2 separate regions of the Mus musculus genome follow, and region 1 is linked to region 2. The links are chromatin contacts, called in public promoter capture Hi-C maps. All regions are on one chromosome and are shown on one strand. Each heading gives the region's core, a stretch centred on a gene start, on an enhancer-like site or on the middle of the called end of the contact. The rest is flanking DNA. Distances are from core to core; before and after follow the strand shown.

Evidence for each region. Promoter capture Hi-C pulls out the DNA fragments that hold promoters and counts their contacts.
Region 1: a contact with region 2 is called in a promoter capture Hi-C map of hippocampal neurons, with 3 times the contacts expected there. The contact joins the enhancer-like site here to the promoter of Ttn in region 2. A contact is called at or near these places in 15 of 39 promoter capture datasets (the 3T3-L1 cell line, 3T3-L1-derived adipocytes, cranial neural crest and 8 more), 2 of 484 Hi-C or Micro-C datasets (embryonic stem cells and palatal mesenchyme), 1 of 115 datasets of contacts at active chromatin or transcription factors (embryonic stem cells) and 1 of 9 other capture datasets (embryonic stem cells).

What each region holds. Positions count from the first base shown.
Region 1 is chr2:77,399,548-77,405,081 of GRCm38.p6, reverse strand. No RefSeq gene overlaps it. Among named protein-coding and RNA genes, the nearest start is that of Gm13944, 60 kb to the left of the region's middle. Within about 2 kb of position 3,406, at least 31 of the 459 cell types and tissues checked have an H3K27ac peak or open chromatin away from gene starts, as enhancers often do. A contact at or near this core is called in hippocampal neurons, where this site is marked.
Region 2 is chr2:76,979,049-76,985,509 of GRCm38.p6, reverse strand. It overlaps Ttn (titin), which reads left to right and starts at 2,963. Exons shown (of 313, transcript NM_011652.3): 1 at 2,963-3,172; 2 at 5,315-5,418. The coding sequence starts at 5,328.

The sequences.
Region 1 (5,534 bases), core at 2,157-4,656, 420 kb before region 2:
TAGGGCTGGGACAGTGTGAGCTGCGTAGGTACTTACATGGAAAACAAGATGGCTCAGTGCAGGAAGAGATGGTACTACAAAGAAAAAGAATGCCCTGGGGTAGAAGCTAGAGAGGGTAATGGTTCATAGGAAGTCAAGGCTGAAAATGAGAGGCTAGACGGTGGCAGATGGCACACAGGTCACTGGAAGGAGCTGTATGCAGCAGTCAGGATTAACTGCTGCAGCCTGCAAGGATAGGGTTGAATTTGCTTTTAGGGGGAGCTTTTTGGTAAGGAAAGCAAGACAACATTTTTTTTTCAGACTAGAGGTAGTTCTAAGACGTAAGGATGGCCTGATCTAGGATCTTAGCTAAAAGAACGATAAAATGATTTGGACCGCAAAGCCCACCATTGAAAAACAATGGCACAGTGACTATACTTTGAGCATCTCAAGGATAAACCATCCGGAGCCTCAATGCCCAGAGTTCACCTCTTCTGTGTCCTAAATCACTTTCCTAATATAAAAACACACCGCAACCTCCTTGATACATCCTGCAAATGAGAATACGCCAGGCATCCACAACACTAAAATTAAACAACAAACCACTACTGAAGAAGTAATAACTAAAACCCTCGAAGTGAGGGTGAGTTTTCGTTTTGTTTTAATGTGTATTTTCCAGTTTGTTTTAACATGAAATGTGATTTGTTTTGATAGGAATTGATTTGCAGAGATGAGTTTAATCTCAGCTATCAGCCTGCTTGGAATTTTCAAAAAATGCAAAGTCTTTGTCTCGCTGTCAGCTCAGCTGAGTCAGACCCTCAGAAGGTGAACCTGACAGGGCACAAAAATAAAATAGCCCCTCTTCGGGGGAACATACCGAGTCGGTAAAGGATCCAATACCCTCCAATTACTTAGAGATGAAGAAGCCCCCCAAAGCTGACACCAAGAAGAGTTTGAACTCGAGGGCATTCTATCTGAGGGCAGAATAGGTCTTCCAGGCTAACAGGCAGGGGAAGAAAACCAACCTCCTAGGTGTGCACTGGGGGGGGGGGGGGGGGGGGGGGGTTAGATAATCTGGGTAAGTGATGGCTTGCTTTTCTTCATCAGACCGTCTAGTTCCCCCATGTGTGATCCAAAGCCACCACACTGAAGTTAACAGATACCTACTTCCAGAGTGATTTTGTGGGCCCAACCATATGACCGTAGATATTGAGGCATTCAATGATTTAAAAAAAAAAAAAACAAACTTGTTCTAGGATCAGATGTTGATTATATTACTTGGCATCACTTGGGGGAACTTTATATTTAGATAATTTTAGAAAATTAACTTCTAGAGTTTATTGTCTTCCACCAGAGGTTTGGTAATAAATGAAAATGTTCCCCTCCCCCAGTCCTCATGGATGCTGGCAGGGCCAGCTGTTAGCACAAAAAGCGGTTTGAAGGAGACCCTGAGTCAGATCATTTTTGGCAAACAGTCTTTAATAACATCAGCCATGCAGCAGGGGTATGAGAGAGGGAGGGGGTGGGTGGATGGATGGAGAGAAATGCAGAGTAATAGGTTGGCTCAGGAAAGAGTTGACACAAAATTACTCTTCAAATAGAAGCTTTCTTGGGGGGAAAGAACCTTGAGACCCTAGAGAGCCATGCTTGGACCTTGAGGATGGAAAGCATTAACAAAGGAATGGTACCTTACATTAGAGACAGCAGGATGGAGCCTTAAAGGGACAGAGAGACTTCCCTTTAAAACTCTGTTAAAAGTAAGAGACAACCTGCATGGACAGGATGACAGGGGGAGTTGGAGAATCTTCAGAGAAACCCCCAGAACAAAGGGTGCGTTGGGCAGTTACATGCCATATGACTTAGTTCAGCACAGCCTACACAACAGAGGAGTTAGATACTGAGTCAGACAAGAAATGAGAAGCTGTAAAACTCCTGGACACCTTTCTTCTCTTTCCCAGGGAGCGGTACAAGAGTTGGGGGGGGGGGGTGGGTGGCCTAATTTTTGCAGATTCTGAGATCAGTCCCAGGAGATGACCTTCATCTTAGAGGAACAGACCTACAATCTAACAATGTAGTCTAGAGCCTAGCGTGAGCCTGCAAAGGCTCACTTAGAAAGTTTCTGTGGAGGAAGGGTGAGTTTGTACAGGGCAGGGACGAAAGCTTGGTTAGTATGTGGTCCATGTTAGCTGACTGAGGAGGGGAAACAAGGCATGCATGACTTAGGTTAAATGGCAAGTGGGTGGTGTGGGCCTCGGTGTCTCCCAGACTTCTCTTCTTATGGTTTGGTTCCTTGGAAGGTCTGGGTTCTCCAACAAAAATTGATCTTCAAACATAAATGTAGCCACACAAAGATTAGGCTGTCTGACACTGTTGCTTTACTTCGATGAAGGTGTGACCTTATACATTTAATAAATAAAATGATGTTAAACAGTCAAAGATGCCTCTGAGTACCACATCACTAAACATTCTCCAGCAGGTTACCAACAATCCTTCTCTGCTCTGAGTGTGAATTTTGCCAGCTTCCGCGTGGCGATTTAATCACAGTTCCTTTCTGAGACCTCCCATCATTGTCATCAGATTCCATGTGGGGCCAAGGGGCACCTCGTTCAGAGCCCAGATACCCAGTGATGAAGATGGCAGCTGTGACTCTTAAGACAGAGAAAGGGCGGGGGCGGGGCGGGGCAGGGCGGGGCGGGGGCGGGGCAAACCACCCCTCCTTTCTTATTCCTTCTTTCACATTTTGTTCACAAGCTAAGTGACTAATATCTCGCGATCCTATCTGTCTCGGAGGGCTACATGGTGACATCGATTCCTGCACCTGGTATTTTTAAAAGCAAATCTGGAAACATCCGTCCCACGGGCCTCACTAGGAACCTATCATGAAGACTCAATGGTCACAAAGCTTGGGACCAAATTTGTCACTGAAGACAGAAGCTAAGAGGAGATGAAAGCGCCCTGTGGGTGTTTTCATCCCCTCACACCAAGAGCCAGGCCCATGTGACTGTGCCCCGCTGTGGGGGAGGGGAGCCAAGGAAGCTCTGTCTGTAAACTGAGTCCTTTTGTAGGTAGATCGGCTGTGGGGAGCTCCCCAGAGCCTGCAGCCAGCCAGGGGCTGGGGGCTGACTAGCCAGAGGCTGAGCCACTGAGACAAACATCTGCCCATGTCCCCATGTTCAGTGCTAAATGCTGATCTTTCACAATCTGCTATGCCTACTGTCTGCAGAATTTAGGTAGCATAGTGCTCATTAAAAGCAAATGCACGCAATAGTGGAGTTATTAGGCGGAGCTGGGACTTGACAATTTAGACTAAGTCAAATCCTTAAGGCAAGACCAACTCGGCATTTAGGAAGACCCGAAGCCATTTTCACCCAGCAGGGGCCGCACACTGCGTGTGCTGCAAGGTTTCTGTTGCTGGGAAGCCTGTCTTCCCACACAGCTCCCTCCCTCCCAAGGACAGTTCAGTCAATAAAGGGGACCAGTCTGGAGCAGCCGCAACTGTGTTTGGCTCTAATATAAAATCAGCGTGAAAGCTTGATCCAGTCTATGCTGGATGTAGGGCGGGTTTCCTCGCCTTCTCCTGAGAGCAGATGGAAATCCTGGCAACCCAAGGAGCCAAAGCAAGAAGGAAGCCTGTGGTTCTTCTGCCCCTACAAGTAAATGGGGAGCAGCATCCTGCTGTTCCCAAAGATGTTTGAAATGAAGTGGGGTGTTCTAGGATACACAGACAAACAGGCGACTTAATTAACCAAGCCACTTTGGAGCACGAATTCGAAAAAGACAGAACCTAGGATCGATCAATGTAAGCTATGTAAGTCCAGGGTGCCCACAGCAGACATAATACTGAGCACACACACCCCTCCCCAATTGTACTGGAAGCACACTCCCTCCCTACCCCTCCAGGGAGGTGACATCCCCAGTCAAGGGCATTCCCAGACCTCCAACCAGTAGCTACCTGTCCCCTAAAGTTTATTTTCAGAGCGCTGTGGGAATTCTGTCTCTCGATCCCAAGACCTCAATACCTCAATTTCTTTTGCCTTACACAGCTAAGTAAATTCCTGCAGACTTGAATGTGGGGATCATGAAGATGAAATGGCATGTCTTGTTTGGTTATTTTACCTGCTCCCGGGTGATGCAGATAGGCAATAAAATTAATTAAATCAACACTCTCCATTACCACTCCTACTATTTCCCCCCAGACGTTGTCATTCTCTCTAAGAAGAATCTGTTTTCCCTAAGGCTGTTTTAAAATGGTAATATAGCCTCTGCTACAAATGGGGCGGACTAGTGGGAAGATGTGTGCAAACCTGCCTTTTCTCCATTTAATTAAACTCCAGTAGCAAGGGTGTCTCTTGAAGCCATGCTCTTTCTACTGGGTTCAGATGTATTGGTGTATATTTGTTGAACCTAGGGAGGAGCAGTTGATTTGCAAGGCAGAGCAAATGGATCCCTCTCATTCACTCCTGCTCCAAAACCCAGAGGCCTAGAGATCCCTGTCCCCCTACCCAGCAAGTGAGAAGAGCTAAAGGCTGAGGCACTCACCCTGAGGAGAAAGGTAGGATAGGGGTGGAGGTAGTTCCATGAGAACCCATTAAAGTTTTAAGTTCTTACTACAGAAAAAAATATGCATAGCCATGTATGTACCACTGCATTTTCTATACATGCCAGGGAGTCACCAGAGATGCCCATCTGTAGGTCACCACCTATGGTTCAAGGAAGTACTTTTCAGAGAGTTCCTGCTGCTTGGGAACTAACTGGAAATAGCATAGCAATACTCTACCCTGTCTCACCATCTCTAGCGCAATGGCCTGAATACAACGCTGGTTGGTCCCTTGTAAGGAAGAGAGGCCGCTGTTCTCAATTCTGCTAACAACCTGAATGTCCCATGACACTTCCCAATGTCTAGCTTTCATTTCAATGGGCAAACCTTAGTTTCATACATTCCAGTCCAGGCACTTGCAGAGAGCCTGGACTTCATCTTGTCACTGGGTAGCACAAGTGCCATGGAGGTGGAACACTTAAGGAGTTCCTTCGGGAAAGCTCACCAAAAGTCTGGGAGGTGGAGGACTGGACCAGTGAAGATGTCACTCCACCTACAACTGTGAATACAAACGCTGCAGTGATCTTGTGTGATATTGTATGGTGGTTTTCTGTGTCTCAATTTTCACCCCTCTCTGGGCATAACATGATGCCATTTTGGACTTTCCCTCCAGTATCCATGGCAACCAGAGCAGAACAGCACAGTGGTAGCCAGGTCTGTGGTAATGGTATAAAGCTATTAACACTTCCAAGGAGACTCAGGAAAGCTTCACCTGAGATTCTTGCTGTTATTCCTCCAACCCTCCTCCCACTGTAGGTGATCTTGGGAGACACTAGAGTAGATAGGAAATGGAAGGTTAATTGAAAGGGTTTGATTGATGCAGCTTTCCTGAGGTCATCTTCCATGATGGAGTGGGACTTTGCATTGATACCGTTGTTTGGGTGTCTCCAATATTTCTGCATATAACCTTTCACCTGTGCTGTATAAAAAAGCCCAAGACATGCACTGGGCTCATCAA
Region 2 (6,461 bases), core at 1,714-4,213:
ACAATTTCTTGCCTCTCTCCCACCCTGTGTAGCTTCTCTGACTTTGTCACCTACAGAAGGCATACATGAACTCAAGCTGCTGGACTCAGCACTTCCTTCCTTATGCACTTCCTGAACTTGCTTTGATCTACTTCCGTGTGGAAAAAGAGCTCTGAGCCCATGTTTGCACATTGGAGTTATTCGAGCATGGGAAGGATTATGCAGATGCGGTGTGAATGCATACTGCTGGACTTGCTAAATTACAGACTTCTAGGGGACAAATTTGTGTATCCTGTGAATAACTATAATACCATCACCAATAGCAATATATATTTAACACATATATATTTTAACAAAGTACAAGAGGCACTACTTTTGCTTGTTTCTCTTAGATACTTCTCTGTGTTAAGCACTAAAACTGGACCTACTTCTCAAATGCCTCTCGGGAAGCTGCAACTGTCGTAAGTGGTTCTGTGTCACACAAAGGAAGGCTGAACGCAGCCGAGGTGGTGAGTGAGTATCCATGTGAATTTTTGGATGCTCTAACCTCTATCTCAGTCACCGAATAGTAACTGCTTATCAGTTGTCTGTGAAGACCTTCTTCCATAGGAATTTAACAAAGGAGGCTGACTTCTCTGAGGGTGCGACCGACCTCTAGCACAGGGCTGGGGACAAAGTCACTGCCCAGTCCATATTTGTCCAGTAAAGAGTGACAGACTGTAAATCAGAATAATTTAAAGTGTTCAGCATTGAGCATGTGTTTAATAAATATTTAGTAAATTACATTGAATATGATGCTCAAAGGGCAAATCATACCACACATTCCAAAACTAAGCAGGCATTATATTTGAATTAGCAGCTGTTTGGGATTATCTGTGTGACTCCCCAGTCAGCATACTAAATGGAGCTCTTACAGCATCAGCAGACTCCTCTGTCTGAGAAGTGGCTCATTTCCAATAGGCTGGCTTGCTATGCTCCAACTATGCCCAACTTAATGAAAAAGCTAATGCTTACTGTGGTGCGGTACCCAGTCTGATACCGTTTATACATCAGTCGCCTCTTTTCATAGCAGTGAGTGCTGGCTGATTCCCTTTTCCTTCCTTATCCCCCCTCTCTCCTCCTTAACTCAGAGCGTTCTACAAACGTGAGCACCCAAAGGCTGGGATCTCAATAATACTGAAAAGTCTAGAAAGTTCAAGGACAGCGAACAGACAGGCAGCTCGGGAGGAGACACATAGGACTTCATGTTTGCAGTATATGGTGTATTTTCATAGCTTATCTGCTCTCTGAATTGTGTTGGGCTCAACTCAATGGAACACAAGCTCCAGGTCTCTATTCAGTTGTTAGCTAAAGTTTCCAGAGCTAAAATGGCTTCACTTGCCCCCGATAAACATGACATGACACTGACATACTCTAGATTAGAAACATGTATGCTACACACACACACACACACACACACACACACACACACACACGAGAGAGAGAGAGAGAGAGAGAGAGAGAGAGATGCACAAATGAATTTTAAATAAATAGCAAATTATTGAGCACCCCGAACAAGAAGTTCACTTATTGTCTATTATGACTGACAAGTTCCCTTAACAGGAGTCTCTGGTTGGGAGTCACTGTCAAGATACACAACATGAAACTGGCCATTTGGGAAGAAAGGGATGAAACTGAGTGATAGCAGACACCGGCTGGTGGGGGTTGGGCATGGCGGCTCCAGCCAGACAGCAGCACTTAGGTAAAGGAGATAGCTGTTTAAATAAGGACACGGTGGTGTCAGCTTCTTATCAGAGCTTCACGGAGCCAGTTGCTGGTAAATTGAAGCTGTTAAATGTTAATGAACTATCACTATATAGGTAGCCAGGAGACTGAAAAGGCTCAAAAAGTTCAAAGTCTACTGCAAGGCCAATTTATCCCACAACAGGGAACATTTTTATTACAAACATAAGGAAATTTGTTTTAAAATTTAATTTTTTAAAGTCTGTTTTATTGATAGAAGTGTCTTTCCTTTATCAATGAGTCAATTTTCTTTGCTCTGAGCAGAATTTTACAAATCCCTGGGTTGAGCCACAACAAAGGCCATTTGATATGATCTTTTGTATTTGAACTATCTCTGGCTTAAAATTAAATTCACTCCTAAAATAGTAAGTATATCATGCCCTAAACACTTCCCATTAGTGACAGCAAGCTGCAGAGATTAGAAGCACACCCTGTACTAATCTTACACCAAGTAAAAGAACCCTATGGCTGGTTTAAACTCAGACTTCACCACTCAGCAAGGCAGCCCATGGGTATTGGTAAATACTACTGGCAGGCAAAAATGAACTCTAACCAGAGCAGACATTGTCCCACACAGACTATACCGAAGCCTTAAGCAGACTTTGCCTTTGGGTGTTATTTCCTGCAAGGCTGGGGTACACATAACTCACTGACATTGGCATAGCTATTCTATAGAACAAACAGGACAAATGGATTCTCTTCAAATGCTACGTTTATCGAAACTGAGTCTTCAGAGAAGATGAAACCTATGTGTGATATAAATTACTTCATCAGCTGTCATGATTGACAGGCCCATTTGGTTGGGTTTAGAGGGTAGGGAACAGAAGTGGAGCCTGACTCACAGGGCACGGGGCTCAAGTTCAGGATTGTTTTAGATCTACAAATGTCCACAAGTTTTATCCTTTGTCACATTCTGGCCTCCGTTCCACCTGGGTAGAGTTTTCACGTTTGCAGCAACCACTCTTGTCTCTGAGTCCCAGTGAGGTCGATTTTAAAATACAATTCTATTTCCTCGGTAAAGCCTCTTCTGAAAGGCTAAATTTAGCACTGCCAATCAGAGGAACAGGTGGTCTGTGATACTCCCAAATAGGTCCTCTCCCATCATGCCTTCCTAACAGAGCCAATCACAGAGCCGGGCTGTAAGGATGTTGGGCTGTCAGCAGATCTGGGGAATATAAGGGCCGGCCAGCCCCTGGCTCTGGAGCAGTCGCGCATTCCCACCTCGCCTCGGGTGTAGGGATTGCATAGGAAACAAAACCACACAGTCAAGACTGTGTGGTTTTGTTTGGAGGGTTAGAGGCTCACCGATTCATGTCGGAGATGGTTGGAAAAACCAACTCTACGTAGGACGTCGTTTCAGAAGCAAACTTGGGCTTGGTCCCACCCTTTTTGGGCACTCCTGAGAAATCAGGTGAGTGAGAACCAGCTTGTTTGATCCCTGGAGCTCTTTCTGATTGGTTACTATTGGATGCTCTGAACAATGAATGCCTTCTGTTAAAGGTTTCATCTTGCTGACCTACAGTGTGAATCTGTGTTTTAAATTTGGTTTTGAAATGTACATTTTCCAGAGAGAAAGAAAGGGAAAGAAAAGAAAAGAAGAAAAGAAAAAAGAAAAGAATCAAGTGCTGAAGCGATAGTCAACCATTCTGATTTTTAAAATGTATGGGATGTCCTAGAACCAGGAGTCTGAAATGGGGACATGAATGTTTGCTTCCTTAGTAAACGTGTCTGCTGAGAATGTACAAGGTTATGTGACCCGTTGATAAAGCAAGGCAGACCAAGAATAGCTCAGAGAAAACCCATGTGGCATCAGCTGCACCCAATGACTTTTTAAGGGAATCCACTGCTGAGGTATCTGTTGCGGACGGTGGCAGAACACTTGTCTGCTGTCAGTCAAGCTGGACGGTTTATTTTGGGAGTGTGACATTTCAGATGCATGCCTTCAGCCTTAGGCCTCTGAGAAACAAGTGCTCACAGAAACAAATTTAGTCTTCCTAGACAATAAGAATATCAAACCCAGCTAGGCCACTTAATTCTCAACATTTTATAAGTTTGAATGAAGCTATAGAATTGCTTTCTAGAAGATTCCAGATCTCATTATGCATTTTAATTTAACCCACAATCCAATTATATGGTGTGAGATAATGTTAATGCTAAAAAGGGTAAGAAATAAAGGATTCTTAATTTCTAAATACACTTTGATTCCCTATCTTCCTGGGATTAGATTACAAATTGTAAATGCCCATTATTAGATAAATACTTAATTATACATGGTTTATCTAAGGAGATAGCTAATTTTTTTTGAAGATACACTGGCTTACAGACAGGAAAAATTAGGCATAAAATGTGTTCATCTGAAAGATAATGTGAAAGAAGCAAGAGTTTCTGAGAAATGTTTCCTGAAAACTTTTGGATAACATCTGGATTTTTATGGGGTATGAATTTTGTCTCAAAAAAAATTGAGTTATAGGACTAAGAAGAGTATTGCACTGTAACATTTAGTGAACAAAGAATGTTGTGAAAGATAAAAATGAGGCAATTGACAATTCAGAGCCTGCCCTTTAATGTCAGAACACTGGTTTGCTTCAAGGTGACTACTTAGTTATTTATGCATAAGAATTTTCTTACATAATCTCCAAAAATGGTAGATGAAATACTTTCTTTCACTTACAAAGGGAATTAACTGCAAATTTCACTCTTTTTTTTTTTTTTTGGTTATTGTTGAATATTTCACATAATAAAGCACAGATCTTTTTATTCCCCTGAATAATTCCCACAGCCTTCTGTGATTCAGTCCACACACAGCTCCATCCATGTGAAGAAATCAAGGCAGCATTTTTCTTTCAGACCTATAATAAATTTCGGCCCATTACATATTCTTCGTGAATATTACTTCAGCAGCATTAATTGTGCCATTGCATACAATACACAGGAATGTTAGGATGTGGGAAGCTCCTTATGCTGTCGGAAAGAGGGGGAAAAGCTTGCTTGATGATGAGAAAACATTTGCCAACCCTTTTCAAGTCGGCGAACCGCTTGCAAAGTTCAGGTTTTTCATTTGGGCGGTGATTTTAAGTGAGGGGACAGAGCCTTAAGCAAGGTCACCTTATGAAAAGCTGACACTGTGAGTGAGAACTGCTGGAGAGGGAACTGTTGTTTATGTCACTGTCTCTTCCATGCTGTGTTGATATAAAGGTTCATTTGTCACATCATGTCTCTGAAATCCATTGGCTGCTCCTATGTTGTAGCTTGGTTTTCCCTTTCAGTCTGGCCCAACGTGAATATTCCTTGTTGGTACAACTGAATATTCCCACTTTGACCACTAGGGGGCATTCCTTGCTCTGCTTGGCCAACTCCCCCACCTACCCCCGCCCATTTCCCTTAAATTAGCTCAAAGGTCAACTGCATAAGCACCAGGAGAAGGCTTCCTACGTGGCTCTAGGGCTACATACTAGACTAATCCGTTTGGAGAAATACATGTCTGTCTCCACCAAGAAGACGCTGAGGGGCCCTGAGCGTCAATATTCTTACTGGTTTTCCTTTTTCTTTCCAGAGTGCCTGAAAAGATGACTACTCAAGCACCGATGTTTACGCAGCCGTTACAAAGCGTTGTGGTACTGGAGGGTAGTACCGCAACCTTTGAGGCTCACGTTAGTGGTAAGCTCACATGCAGGCTTTCTCTTCTGTTCCACCTGCCTCCTCCAATACAGAAACCTTATTTTTTTGTCTTGAAACCAAGTTTAAACACTGCTTCTACTATGTAAAATTGGCACAGCACTGTGGAAAGGTCATTTTAAGGGCACACTGTTCACAGGATGCTGACAATATAATGACTTAAAAATATTTTGAAAATGTTTTATTCATATTTATAATTCTACAAAGCAAAAATAATTAGCATCAGGTTAAAATTTGCTGTCAGAATCCAGCGACTAAGAAGGATCAAATTTGGTCATTCTATATTTGGGTTCAGGGGTAGAACTAGTCTGACAGACTGGAACCCTAGTGCTGTGGGATTCAGTGACAGCTTCTTGTAATCTGTGCACCTCAATTTTTTTATATATGTAAAATATGTATTTTATATATCATATATTATTACATATACTAATATATAAATTAACATTACATAATTTAATATATTAATATACTGTATTAAATTTACACTATATTATAGATACATGTAAATATATCATCCCAACTTTCCATAGACACAGACACAGTAACTACTCATTATAGTTATTTTATTGGTTTTTTTAACCTTTTGTTTTAAATTAAGTATTTCCTCATTTACATTTCCAATGCTATCCCAAAAGTCCCCCATACCCTCCCCCCCACTCCCCTACCCACCCACTCCCACTTTTTGGCCCTGGCATTTCCCCTGTACTGGGGCATATAAAATTTGCGTGTCCAATGGGCCTCTCTTTCCAGTAATGGCCGACTAGGCCATCTTTTGATACATATGCAGCTAGAGTCAAGAGCTCAGGGGTACTGGTTAGTTCATAATGTTGTTCCACCTATAGGGTTGCAGATCCCTTTAGCTCCTTGGGTACTTTCTCTAGCTCCTCCATTGGGGGCCCTGTGATCCATCCAATAGCTAACTGTGAGCATCCACTTCTGTGTTTGCTAGGCCCTGGCATAGTCCCACAAGAGAGAGCTCTATCTGGGTCCTTTCAGCAAAATCTTGCTAGTGTATGCAATGGTGT